2 separate regions of the Mus musculus genome follow, and region 1 is linked to region 2. A link is a contact called in public HiChIP or PLAC-seq data. All regions are on one chromosome and are shown on one strand. Each heading gives the region's core, a stretch centred on a gene start, on an enhancer-like site or on the middle of the called end of the contact. The rest is flanking DNA. Distances are from core to core; before and after follow the strand shown. Region 1 has its middle 9.0 kb from the start of Oaf. Region 2 overlaps Arhgef12 (Rho guanine nucleotide exchange factor (GEF) 12).

What was found. HiChIP or PLAC-seq counts read pairs in DNA pulled down with a chosen protein or histone mark.
Region 1: a contact with region 2 is called in an HNF4G HiChIP or PLAC-seq map of pancreatic cancer cells. The contact joins two enhancer-like sites. A contact is called at or near these places in 3 of 115 datasets of contacts at active chromatin or transcription factors (fibro-adipogenic progenitors, pancreatic cancer cells and trophoblast stem cells) and 3 of 9 other capture datasets (adipose tissue, liver and pancreatic islet).

The regions. Positions count from the first base shown.
Region 1 is chr9:43,245,876-43,251,660 of GRCm38.p6, forward strand. No RefSeq gene overlaps it. Among named protein-coding and RNA genes, the nearest start is that of Oaf, 9.0 kb to the left of the region's middle. Within about 2 kb of position 2,651, at least 15 of the 459 cell types and tissues checked have an H3K27ac peak or open chromatin away from gene starts, as enhancers often do. A contact at or near this core is called in pancreatic cancer cells, where this site is marked.
Region 2 is chr9:43,013,892-43,020,116 of GRCm38.p6, forward strand. It overlaps Arhgef12 (Rho guanine nucleotide exchange factor (GEF) 12), which reads right to left. Exons shown (of 41, transcript NM_001359232.1): 9 at 4,444-4,521; 10 at 4,161-4,280; 11 at 2,012-2,152. Among named protein-coding and RNA genes, the nearest start is that of Gm36648, 69 kb to the left of the region's middle. Within about 2 kb of position 2,085, at least 65 of the 459 cell types and tissues checked have an H3K27ac peak or open chromatin away from gene starts, as enhancers often do. A contact at or near this core is called in pancreatic cancer cells, where this site is marked.

The DNA of each region.
Region 1 (5,785 bases), core at 1,401-3,900, 230 kb after region 2:
TCCTCTGAGACCATCCTATCCTGTCCTTTGTACCCCAACCATCCCCATTACCAGGGCACTTATCAGAGTCCTAATAGAAAGGTCACGTCCTCTGCTCCACACATGTTCAGAGCGCCAGCAGGGACCTTCAACAAGTCCTCCCGATGCCGGAGGATCGATCTGGCAAAGGGTGTGGGCACCCTGCATGCTGTGACATTTTCAGTGTGCCAGTACACTTCACAATGAAGCCCTGAGGATATTTATTTGTTTATTTATTTAATTTATTTAAAAAAAAAAGCATGTGGAGTTTTAGGCCAGTTTTACTGCTCCTGCAAAATCCATGAACAGGTCCTATCTTGGGAGAGAGGACCTGTCTTTTTACCAGAGGTCGCAGCATGAGCCGGCCAGGCCTGGAGAGGTGCCATCTATGTGTCTTCTTCCTCTTGCAGCAACCATGGGTCCTTGGGTCTTGGAATCTCCAGCTGCCATCTGATTGATGCTATCACTGGGGCTCAACTTTAAGGTTTTGACACAGAGAGGACAGATGAGGGCCCACTTCCTCCTTTGATAGGAAGGAGCACCCTTTCCCAAATCAGTCACTGCAAAACCACTTCTGGCTATCTTTATCTTTTTCTCTTCCTCTTCTTCCTTCTTTTTCTGAGAGACAATGTTTCAAGCATCCCAGGCTGGCTCTCAGTTTGCAGCAGAGTCCTCCTACCTCAGTTTCTCAGGTACTCCCTCCCTCCCTCCCTCCCTCCCTCCTTCCCTCCCTCCCTCCTTTCCCCCCACACCCCATCCTTTCCCCCTCTGTTCTTCCTTCTTTCCTCTCTCTCTCTCTCTTCCTTTACTCCTGATAAGGTTCCTCCACCTCCTTAATGCCACCAAAACCCAGAACATTTTACAAATTGACTTTATGTTTTTTTAAGAGTCCTTCTGCATCCACATGGGTAGAGTGGCCCCCTGCCCCAACCGCCCTCCCCATTGCGATTGCGCAAACCTCCCTGGCTGAGCGCTAGTGAATGAGCCTGTGTTGACATGCCCTTATCACTGGAAGTCCACGGCTTCCATTACAGCCGCTCTCAGCATACATTTTGTGGGGTTTGCGGAAGGCATCATTACACTACCACATGGTTTTGCTTCCCAAACCCTCTGTGTTCTGCCTATTCAGACCCCTAAAAAAAATACTGGCAGTCAAGGAGGTTCAGCAAGGCAAATGGGCTGCACAAGCCAGACAGCCTGAGCGGTGTAAGGTGACACTGACTCCTCCTGAAAGTCGCCTTCTGATCCCCCACACTCGGCCATGACTTGCATGCAACAGCCCCATCCCAACACTAACAGTAATAAAGTTTTTTTTTTTTTAAATGTGTATAATGATTTTAGGTCATTTGAGAGAAAATAATACCTGACAAATATTTACTTCAAATTATCTTCTGAACTTTGTAGCTTTAAGGAAATTAACACTGCCAGCTCTATATTTTCTGCTCTGCTTTTCTCAATATTCTTTCTCTTTTCAACTTGTTCCTTCCCCCATCCTTCCTTTCTTCCTTCCCTTCCTCCTCTTTTTTTTTTTTTTTTTTTTTGGACAGGATCTCACTCTAAGCCAGGCTGACGTGGAACTCATTCCGTAGCCCCCAGACTTAGAAAGACCCTCCTACTTCCACCTTTCCTACCAAACACTAGGATTACAGTTATGAACCACCATGCTTGACTTTAATATTAATTCAAACACATATGTCCCCGCGTTGATGTAGACTGTGTGCTTTTCTTTAGATACAGGGTCTGACTTTATAGACTAGGCTGGCCTTACCTTGTATCTCCCACTTCTGTTTCTTGGAAGCTGGGATTGTAGCCCCACCCCAACTCCCCTTCCCCTGTTCCTCATTCTTGTATCAGGCTTGTTTGAATTTATCATGTAGCTAATAATGACTTTGAACTTATGACATCTCTATCTCCCAAGTGCTAGGATTACAGTTGTGTGCCACAGTGCCAAACTCCCGCTGTGTGTGTATAAAAGTGTGTGGTGTGTTTGTTTGTGTGTGAGTGTGTGTGTCCTACTTGGAATTCCAAATCACCCCCTCTAAATATTCCATGTATTAAAATAAGACAGCGACAAATCATGCTAGGATTTACACTCTGCTAAACAGTGAGCCTGGAAGATAGATTCACTTTATTATTTTGCTTTTTAAATTTGCTTATTACATTTGGTGTGTGTGTGTGTGTGTGTGTGTGTGTGTGTGTGCACAGTAAGAGCACAGAGGTCAGAGGAAAGCACTGGGAGTCAGCCCTCTCCTACTGTGTGTCCTAGAGATCAAACTCAGGTTGCCAGGCTTGGTGACAATGCCTTTACCCGCTGAGCCATCTTGCCAGCCTTCATTTTCTCTCTCAATTCTTGTAAATCCCCAGGTGCAGGTAGAATTGCTCGTCTAATAGGTAAGGATGTAGAAGCTCGAAGAACTGAAGGCGTGTGCCCAGGGTCGCGCTATGAAACGTGTGTGTGTGGGGGGGTGGGGGGCATGAGACCTTGAGCCCAGATCTGACTCCTCTCCATCCATGAAGCTAACCAACACAGCTTTCAAACTCAAGACCTTGGGTTGGGCCAACCTTGGCTTCCTGGCCCCGGGGGCAGAGCCCAGGCAGCCTTCCCTAGGGCACAAACCCTCCCCTATGCCTCCTTTACCTTTTCCCAGCTTGTGCCAGTAACAGTGACTCACAGATCAAAGAGTGCTCTGGCGGAGAACTCTGGAAATCAGACACAAGCCTTTGGGTGGACTGGCATTTTCCTGTAAATAGAAGTTTTGGGGATCTCTGAGCTCCTATAGAAGTGAGGTTAGAAGTCATGTTCCGGAGTTTCTTCTGTGTGGGCTGAGACTTCTAGAATTTAGACAACAATCTGCAATGCCAATAGTGAATGTTTAGTGCCAGTCACTAAAGGAAATGCACCAGAGATGAAGAGTCCATGTTCTCCTTGGAAGCAACTTTCTGAAGGAGAGCAAATCTTCCCACTTCCCTTACTGGGTTTGAACCTGGGACTTTCCAAATGTTAGGCAAGGGTTCTAACACTGAGCCATTCTAAGACTTTAATTTTTGTTTTGAGATAACTTCCTTACTAAATTGCCCAGGCTGGTCTTAATGTATAATCCTCCTGCCTCAGCCTCCAGGGTATGTATGCACCACAAGGTGTAGCAAGAAGGCAGGCTTTGTGTCTAAATCCTGCATAACCATTCACAGATTCTTATTGCTTTGTTTTGTTGAGACAGTCTTACACTGTACCCCAGGCTGGCCTGGAACTCACTGTGTATCTTCCAGTCATGGTGATCCTCCTGCTTCAGTCTTTAGAACAATGAGATTATAGGGTTGATCCACTACCCTAGGCTAAGCCTCACCCACTTACGGGGCTTTCTTTCTTGTTTACTTGCTTTTAAACCCAAAAACCAGAAACAAGGTATTGCCTAACTAAAGCTGGCTTTGAATGATAGTCACTGAGGCTAGCCTTGAGCCCCTCCACCTTCTAAGAGCTAAGATGACAGGACAGGTATGGGTTGTCACACCTGGCTGCCACTCACTCTCCCCCTCCCCTTTCCACACACCGACATTCTTTGAGTTCGTACATGGCTGTGCACTGACTGTGGACAGACGTCATTCCCATGTAACTGATTTATTCTTATTGCATTGGGGCAGGTGTGAGTGAGTGTGTATGTGCCAGTGGGCACACTCGTTCCGAGTCCAGATGTCAGCACCAGGAGTCTTCCTCTATTACTCTCTACCTTTTATGTTGACGTGTTGTTTGTGTGTGTAGGAGCACACGCATGCACGCATGTATGTGCAGGTCAGGGGACAACTTGCAGAAGACGATTCTCTTCTTCCAGCTGGTAGGTTCCAGGGATTATACGCAGGTCATCAGGCTTAGTGGCAGGCACCTTTGTCTGCTGAGTCACCTCGATGATCCCTCCACCGAATGTTTGAGACAGGGTCTCTCGTGAACCTAGAGCTTGCTGTTTTAGATAGTCTGGCTAGCTAGCAAACATCAGGACTTCTGCCTGTCTGTCCCTTGAAGGAGTTGGAGATACAGATGTAAGCTGCTGTGCCTAGTTTTAAGGTTCTTTCTGTTTGTCTTTTGTTTTTGCTTTTTGTCTTTTGTTTTTTGCTGGGCAGGATCTTAGTATGTAGATTAGGCTGGCCTTGACCTCTGCCCCCTGAGTGCTAGGATTAAAGGTGTGCATACCCAGGTCTTGTTTTGTTATTATGTGGATGGTGAAGATCCAAACTCATGCTTGTCCAGCAAGCACAGTTACCCACTGACCAATCCTAGGTCATTTAAAGTACAGTTCTGCAGACTCTGGCAACTCAGAAGACTGAGGCAGGAGGATCTGAAGTCCGTCTGCTTATGAAGATGCTGTTTCAAAACAAAGCAGGATATGGTGGCTCACGCCTGAAATCCCAGCACTTCAGAGGCTGTGGCAGGAGGGGATGCCCTTAAGAGTTCAAGGACAGCCTGGGCTACAGGGTGAGACCCAGTGTCAAAAACTGAACCAAACTAAACTAAACCAAACCAAACCTGAACAAAATAACAACAAAAGAAAACAAAACCTATAAAACACATTGCTGGTGGTCAAGAGTAGAAATGGGCAGTAGGACATGTGCTTAGCATGTGTAGGGCCCTGAGTTCAATACCCAACACCAAAGGTTTCTGGATCTCAAATACAGAGGTCATTGCCCATGACTGGGTATTCTAATCATTAAATTATTCTGAGAGCCACTATAAAGTTGGCATCTCCTCTCAAGCACTGTCCCCAGTATTGGGACTTAGCAGAGTGTCCATAGCATGGTTGCACTTGAGAGCAAGAATACAATCCTGACCCTTTCATACACAATGGTACCCCATCCCCCCTGTCCTCCTCACATGCTGGCCCTATGAGAGGTGAGAAAGGGAAGGGGGCTCCTGTCTGTCCACTTCACCTCAGTCACTCTGGGTGAGCAGTCTTGGGTAGATTATGAACCCCCAGGGCAGAGAGTCTGACCCAGCATGCAATGCTTTATCCTGACCGGGCAAAGATCTGATGGTACCAATTAATGTTAACGAGGCTCCTTCTCCGTCTGGGCCTGTCTGGAGGTTTTGCTAATTAATACCTCTGTGGTCTCTTGGGTCCCTAGAATGAGAGGTCTGGGAGACCTGGGGGAATTGTATGGTTTCATCCAAAAGAATCTGTAAGAAGAGTAAGGCCTCGAATGGGCTGACGTTTCCCGAGCACCAGAGTGAACACTGGTGAGCGAGCACTCATTTCCACCATATCCAGGGAATCAGGCTGCTATTTGCCATCCTTTACAGAGGAGGAAAGTGGGCACAGGTTTTAGGCCAAAGTCATAGGTGAGTGTGGCAGAATTAGGGCCACACCTAGGCCATCTTACTGCCAAGGTTCAGTTCTCACCTTCCAAAGCCCGCTGGGCACATGCGAGTCACCCTTAGTTCTCAGAGCTGCTGGCTGTCTTGGGGGTCTGCAAAGGCTTCTCTCGCTGTGCCCTTTGACTTAAATGTGGACTTCCTGCTTCTAGGACCATACTGCAGGTAGGGCAGGGCAGGGCAGGGCCAGGCCCTTCCTTCTCCAGTGTGGGTGCCCACAGCTTGTGGGAGAGCCTTCAGCCTGTGCCCTCTTGGCTGTAACTCCTCCCTCTGTTCATCATGAATTCCTCCCACCTCCAGGGCATGATGTGGAAGTGAACTCAGCCACTATGATCACTCGCGCCAGTATCTTAGGGGACTTGTCTCCATCATGACTGTGGGATCCCTGGGAACAACTTTCAGATTTCT
Region 2 (6,225 bases), core at 835-3,334:
ATTAATTTGCTGTAATGCCTAATTCCAAACTCATCAATTAACTCCATTTTATATATCTGTATTTGGAAAGCACAGGTTTTGGTTCTAATATTTCCTTAAATACAAAATAAATTTCTAATTTCCAATCCATACCATTTGGTCTGAATGCCCATACTCTGGAAATGAAACGGCAGATAATATACATAGGGCAGAGGGCAGACTGTTCCTGAAACAGTGCTGCCAGGATGAGTGGGAGAGCCTTCACACCTGCCCTCCAGTCTGTCTCATTTCATCTCTAGCTTTTCACTCCTGATATTCTATGTTGCCCTAAAACCTTCATTCTCTTAAAATATGCCATGTTCTCATGTGTCAGTTCTTTTGTGTATATTTAGAGGATCAGTCCACTGGAGCTAGGTAGAGGCAAATCATTTAGTGCCTGAATAAGGTGGGCAAGCCAGCAACCTCCCTTTGCCCTCAGAACTTCTTTTATAATGTGACAATGGCAATACTCCACAAAGCTGTCTTCAGAATTAACTAACAAAAAATTTTCCAACATTATTATAATGCTTGAACAATATTAGCTATTATAAATTTCCTTGAAAATTGAAGTTCTAAAATCTGGTTATCATCATCTTTCAAAAAAGGTTCTCAAATTTTGCTTCCTTTAGAAACGGAACCAGTAAGCCAGGCCTCAAAGTTAGCCTAGACAGGGATGGAGAGACGACTCACTGATTAAGAACACTGGCTGCTTGCTCTTCTAGAGGTCCTGTATTCAATTCCCAGCAACCACATGATGGCTCACAACCATCTGTAATGGGGTCTGATGCACTCTTCTGGTGTGTCTGAAGACTCATATAAATTAAATAAATAAATCTTTAAAAAAAAAAGGTATCCTAGATAATGCCTTAGAGCACAGGCCTCAGTTTCCCCTCCTCTTAAACAACTCACCAGTACTTGTGCCCACAAGTCACAAGATGTAACAGCATCTCTTCCATACACAACAAACCTAATGTCCTGTGCTTGTCTTAAAACCATCACTAGTCACAACTTACTAACTTGATTCCAGAGCCCACAGATACAAAACTATGACCTCATTGTCCTTAAAAGAGACAACCTATTTCTTTTCTATCACCAGGACTATGCATAAAATAATGTTACATAAGCAATGCTGATAGCCTGAGTCACTATGTAGCACTGGCTAGCCTGGAATTCTCTATTTAGACCGGGGTACCCTCTGACTCACAGAGATCCTGCTGCCTTTGCCTTCCAAGTACTAAGATTAAAGTTTATGTGCTACAATACTTAGCTTGGTTTAGCTTTTAGTATTCATGAAACTATAGTTCTACATCATTTTCAACCTAACATGTTTTTGGTTTGGTTCAGTTTAGTTTGGTTTGGTTTTTTTGAGACAGGGTTTCTCTGTGTAGCTCTGGCTGTCCTGAAACTCATTCTGTAAACCAGGCTGGCCTTGAACTCAGAAATCCACTTGCATCTGCCTCCCAAGTGCTGGGATTAAAGGCGTGTGCCACCACTGCCTGGATGAACCTAACATGTTTTTATGAACAAATACATCCATCTGGTAGTCTCTGTGTGAATCAGGACAGAACTGTCAGTAAAACCAGGCTAGTAACTAAGTCTAACAGGATAAAGGCTGCTTCTCTTTGTAATGGCAAAGTGCCTCATGATTCAAGACTGAGTCATTCTGGCCACAATTGGAATATTAACATGCTTTTAAAGACACCAACAGTTGGCCTCTCATTTGAGCTAAAAAGCACAAGTATTTGCCTCTCTATCTACAAACAAGAAGCCTGCTGGGAAATTCCATCACTACAAGAAGCACTTCGCAGTGAATGCCTAGGGGAAAAGTGAACTCTGGAATTACAAGCTCACACAGAAGAGTGTGCAGAACTTCTGTTCACCAATTACTATATAAAAACTTTTACTATAAAAGACAACATTGGAAACACACATAGCTTAAGAAAGGGACATGAGGAGAATACAAGAAGATACGATTGAAAAGATTAAAGCTTACATCAGCACTGTCACTACTGGGCCGAGAAGCATCTCCACTGCTCCAGTCAGTCCTGCACAGGCCATCTCCAGGATCTGCTTCTGCCTCACTGAGTGTTAGGGCATCACCTAATGGCCTGGAGGGTGCAATTACAGCTCCGTCCTAAAACAGATTGAAGAATCATACAGACTCGATCATAGGAGAGAATGGTGATTACTGACTGTTAAGGGAACAGTGCCCATACATTCTACATGGATACAGTTAAGGGCTGGCTACCAATATGACTAAAAATACTTACGGTCAAAGTACTTAAAGTAAAAAGCATAAACAACTATGAGGTCTAGATACCTAAAATGAACAACTGTAAAGATAGAGAAAGCAATGCTTTAGCACAGAAGAAATGTTACAAAAGCAACTATCACCCCCCACACACACACACACACACATATATATACACAAATACATATATACATATATATATCCAAGAGCATTAACTTACATCATTTAGATTGTCTGCCATTAGTAAAGACTATTATACTACTTCTATTTAAATGCCTTCTCACTGCTTCTGAGTTTCATTAAAGTGTTCAATATTGGTCACAAGCTATAAAGGTAAATTACTAAAGCTACATTTTCACTGTTCATATTGGGTAAATTCCTTGTTTTATTCAATATAAAAATATAAAAGGCTTCTAATATAGCTCAGTGGTATAGCCAGACTAATATTCACAAGCCTCAGTCACAAAGCTACCAAATATGTGTGTGTGTGCATACAAGGGCACATGCATGCATGCACACAGAAACACAGATACCATTACTGGAGCATAGTAATCAAAATGCAAAAGACTGTGTGATGAAGTACACCAAACCAGGAGACCTCTTGTATCACAGAACCTCAGCGATGTCTTCTTTCCCAACCACAAAATAGTATTTCACTTTAAAATTAGCAAAGGAAGATAAATGGTCTCCAAATACTCTTTTCAGTTCTGTAAAGATGACTTTTACTAATTCAAAAACGGTAACAACTCATCAGCTTTTACCCATCTTACACGCACAGGCAAAAGGTAAGTAAGCATGGGCCAGTCACCCACATTCCTTTGAAATGAAATACAGGAAGCTGTGTGGATCTCAACAGGAACATTACAGGATGTGCGGCTGACATTAAGGCTGAGGTTTCTAACCTCTAGTATATCACCTCCATAACTTTGCCTTTAGAGCAAGTTCTACTAAAACCTGGCCTAAAGTTACAATAAAAATTAGGGTCACTAAGGCCAGAAATATGAAACTAGACAGACATGGCATATGCCTACGATTCCATCTCTCAGGGGCCTAAGGCAGGAGGATTGAGCTAAGTTCAAGGCCAGCCTGGGCTACATAGCCAAGTGTGAGGCTAGTCAGGAAGATACAGTTAGACTCTGCATCCGTGAAGAAAAACAAAGACTATGACAATGTACACTTATGACAGGGCACAACTGTAATCCTGGCATTTGGAAGGGTAAGCCAGGAAGCGTTATAAAAGTGACATCCTGCCTATAAAAGAAAAATAAATATTGAAGCTTCGAGATCTTAATGAGTTTGGATTTCAGAATTTCTTTATCTCTCTCATTTTCTTTTCCTAGAGTCAGTCTCTTACCTTGTAGCCCAGGCTGGCCTCTAAGGTGCAATCCTCTTGCCTCTGCCTCCCCTGGCCTCAGTGCTATGCTATGCCTGGTCTTGACCTCAAGTCTTACACTTTTGTGCAGTCAGTCTTAAGTACATTTGTAAAACAGAGGAGATCAACAGTAGCTTCAGGATACTATAGAATGCCTGCCCATGTATTTGCCACAATGCCCTTTAGTTTGCAAAAACTTCACATCCCTCTTTAAAAAACATTATCAGTTGTCACTGTGACAGTGTGAACCACAAAAGTATAGCTACTTTTAACTACATTTCTGGTTTGTCACAGCAAATCAAAAGTACTCAACTCTCCTAAATTTCAATGGAACCAACACAAGCAAACAATCGGAAGCCTACACTTACTTCTGTTAATCATTACATCTGTAACATCCTACACAGAACATCCTGTTATCCTTTGCTAAAAACATCACTTTCAAAGGGAAACTACCACATACTCTGACCCAATCCCAGAAGTTCTGCAAACACTGGGCAGAACTTTCAATAATGCCACTACCTGAGCAGAGCCCGTGGCTTTGGACAGCTGCTCCTGCAGCTGCGGGATGTGCTTCTTGGCCTCCTGGATCTCCTTGAGCAATCTTTGGGTAGCCGTTCGGTTGTAATCTTCCTGCAGCAACTGAAAGTTATAACACCACCTTAGAAACTAATTATCCATGTCAGGTGGAGAAAAGACCCACTGCTAGCACAACAGCCGCTGGCACGGGACAGACTATCCACTGACTATGGGCAAGTACCTCCCAGGTCCTCTGGCCTACGAAGAGCCCAGGCTACCTCCTTACCTGCAGCCGTTCCTGTTCCTTCTGTAACATCTTTCTCAGAATCTCTACTTTCTGGTTATGGACCACATTGTTTTCCTCCTAGAAAAGGATGAGAACACAGCACAGGAGAGATGAGGCTAAAACTGAAAGCCAAGAGAGATGGTGTTCCTTGTCAGCGAGGTATCCTTTAGTTCTTACTCCTGGAAGTTATGAATGAAGGTGGCTCATTTCATTAAGAAAACAGGAAGGCAGGAACAGTTTTGCCTTCACTAAACTATGTTCACAAGAACAGTAAATGTGGGTATCAGCTGAAGAGCTGGGATTACAGAAGTACAAATCTGTTGATTCTACTCTCCCAGTTGAGACATTACTACCTAACATGCTTCCATGCACCCATCCATCCATCCATCTCATGCATCCCTCCATCCATCCATCCATCCATCCATCCATCTCATGCATCCCTCCATCCATCCATCCATCTCATGCATCCATCCCTCCATGCATCCCTCCATCCATCCATCCATCCATCTCATGCATCCATCCATCCATCCATCCATCCATCTCATGCATCCCTCCATCCATCCATCCATCTCATGCATCCATCCCTCCATGCATCCCTCCATCCATCCATCCATCCATCTCATGCATCCATCCATCCATCCATCCATCCATCTCATGCATCCCTCCATCCATCCATCCATCCATCTCATGCATCCATCCATCCATCCATCCATCCATCTCATGCATCCATCCATCCATCCATCCATCCATCTCATGCATCCATCCATCCATCCATCCATCCATCTCATGCATCCCTCCATCCATCCATCCATCCATCCATCTCATGCATCCATCCATCCATCCATCCATCCATCTCATGCATCCCTCCATCCATCCACCCATCCATCTCATGCATCCATCCATCCATCCATCTCATGCATCCATCCATCCATCCATCCATCCATCCATCTCATGCATCCATCCATCCATCCATCCCTCCATCCATCCATCCATCCATCCATCTCATGCATCCATCTTATGCATCCATCTCATGCATCCATCCATCCATCCATCCCTCCATCCATCCATCCATCCATCTCATGCATCCATCTCATGCATCCCTCCATCCATCCATCCATCCATGCACCCATCCATCCATCTCATGCATCCCTCCATCCATCCATCCATCCATCCATCCCTCCATCTCATGCATCCATCCATCTCATGCATCCATCCCTCCATCCCTCCATCCATCCATCCATCCATCCATCCATCTCATCCCTCCATCCATCCATCCATCCATCCATCTCATGCATCCATCCCTCCATCCATCCATCCATCCCTCCATCCATCCATCCATCCATCCATCCATCCCTCCCAGTGCACCCCCAATCCCACACTTCCTTCCATTTCCACTCCAACTTGCCGGAAATCTGAGACAACTCCCAACTCATCACTTTTGTTTTACAAATTTCTGTGTCGTCCTATACTGCCGTAACAGCCACACCCCTCTCCCAGTCAAAGGATCCTTCCTGCTTACTCACTTACTGGTGTCCACTTGCTCACCGACTGTGAATACACACACGACCTTTCGTTAAGCCACATCCCACCACTCACCTCCTTAACTGGCACTAGCTAAACAAAAGTCTTGCTTTTCTGAAAGTTCTGGTACTGTCTTGGCTTTCAAACGGGTTTATTCTATCTTCTCCACCTGTCTGCCTTTCTCACCGTGACAACCACCGTCACCCACTATAAACGGCTAAACTCAACACAACCAGTCTTTGATGACCCTGACCATCACAG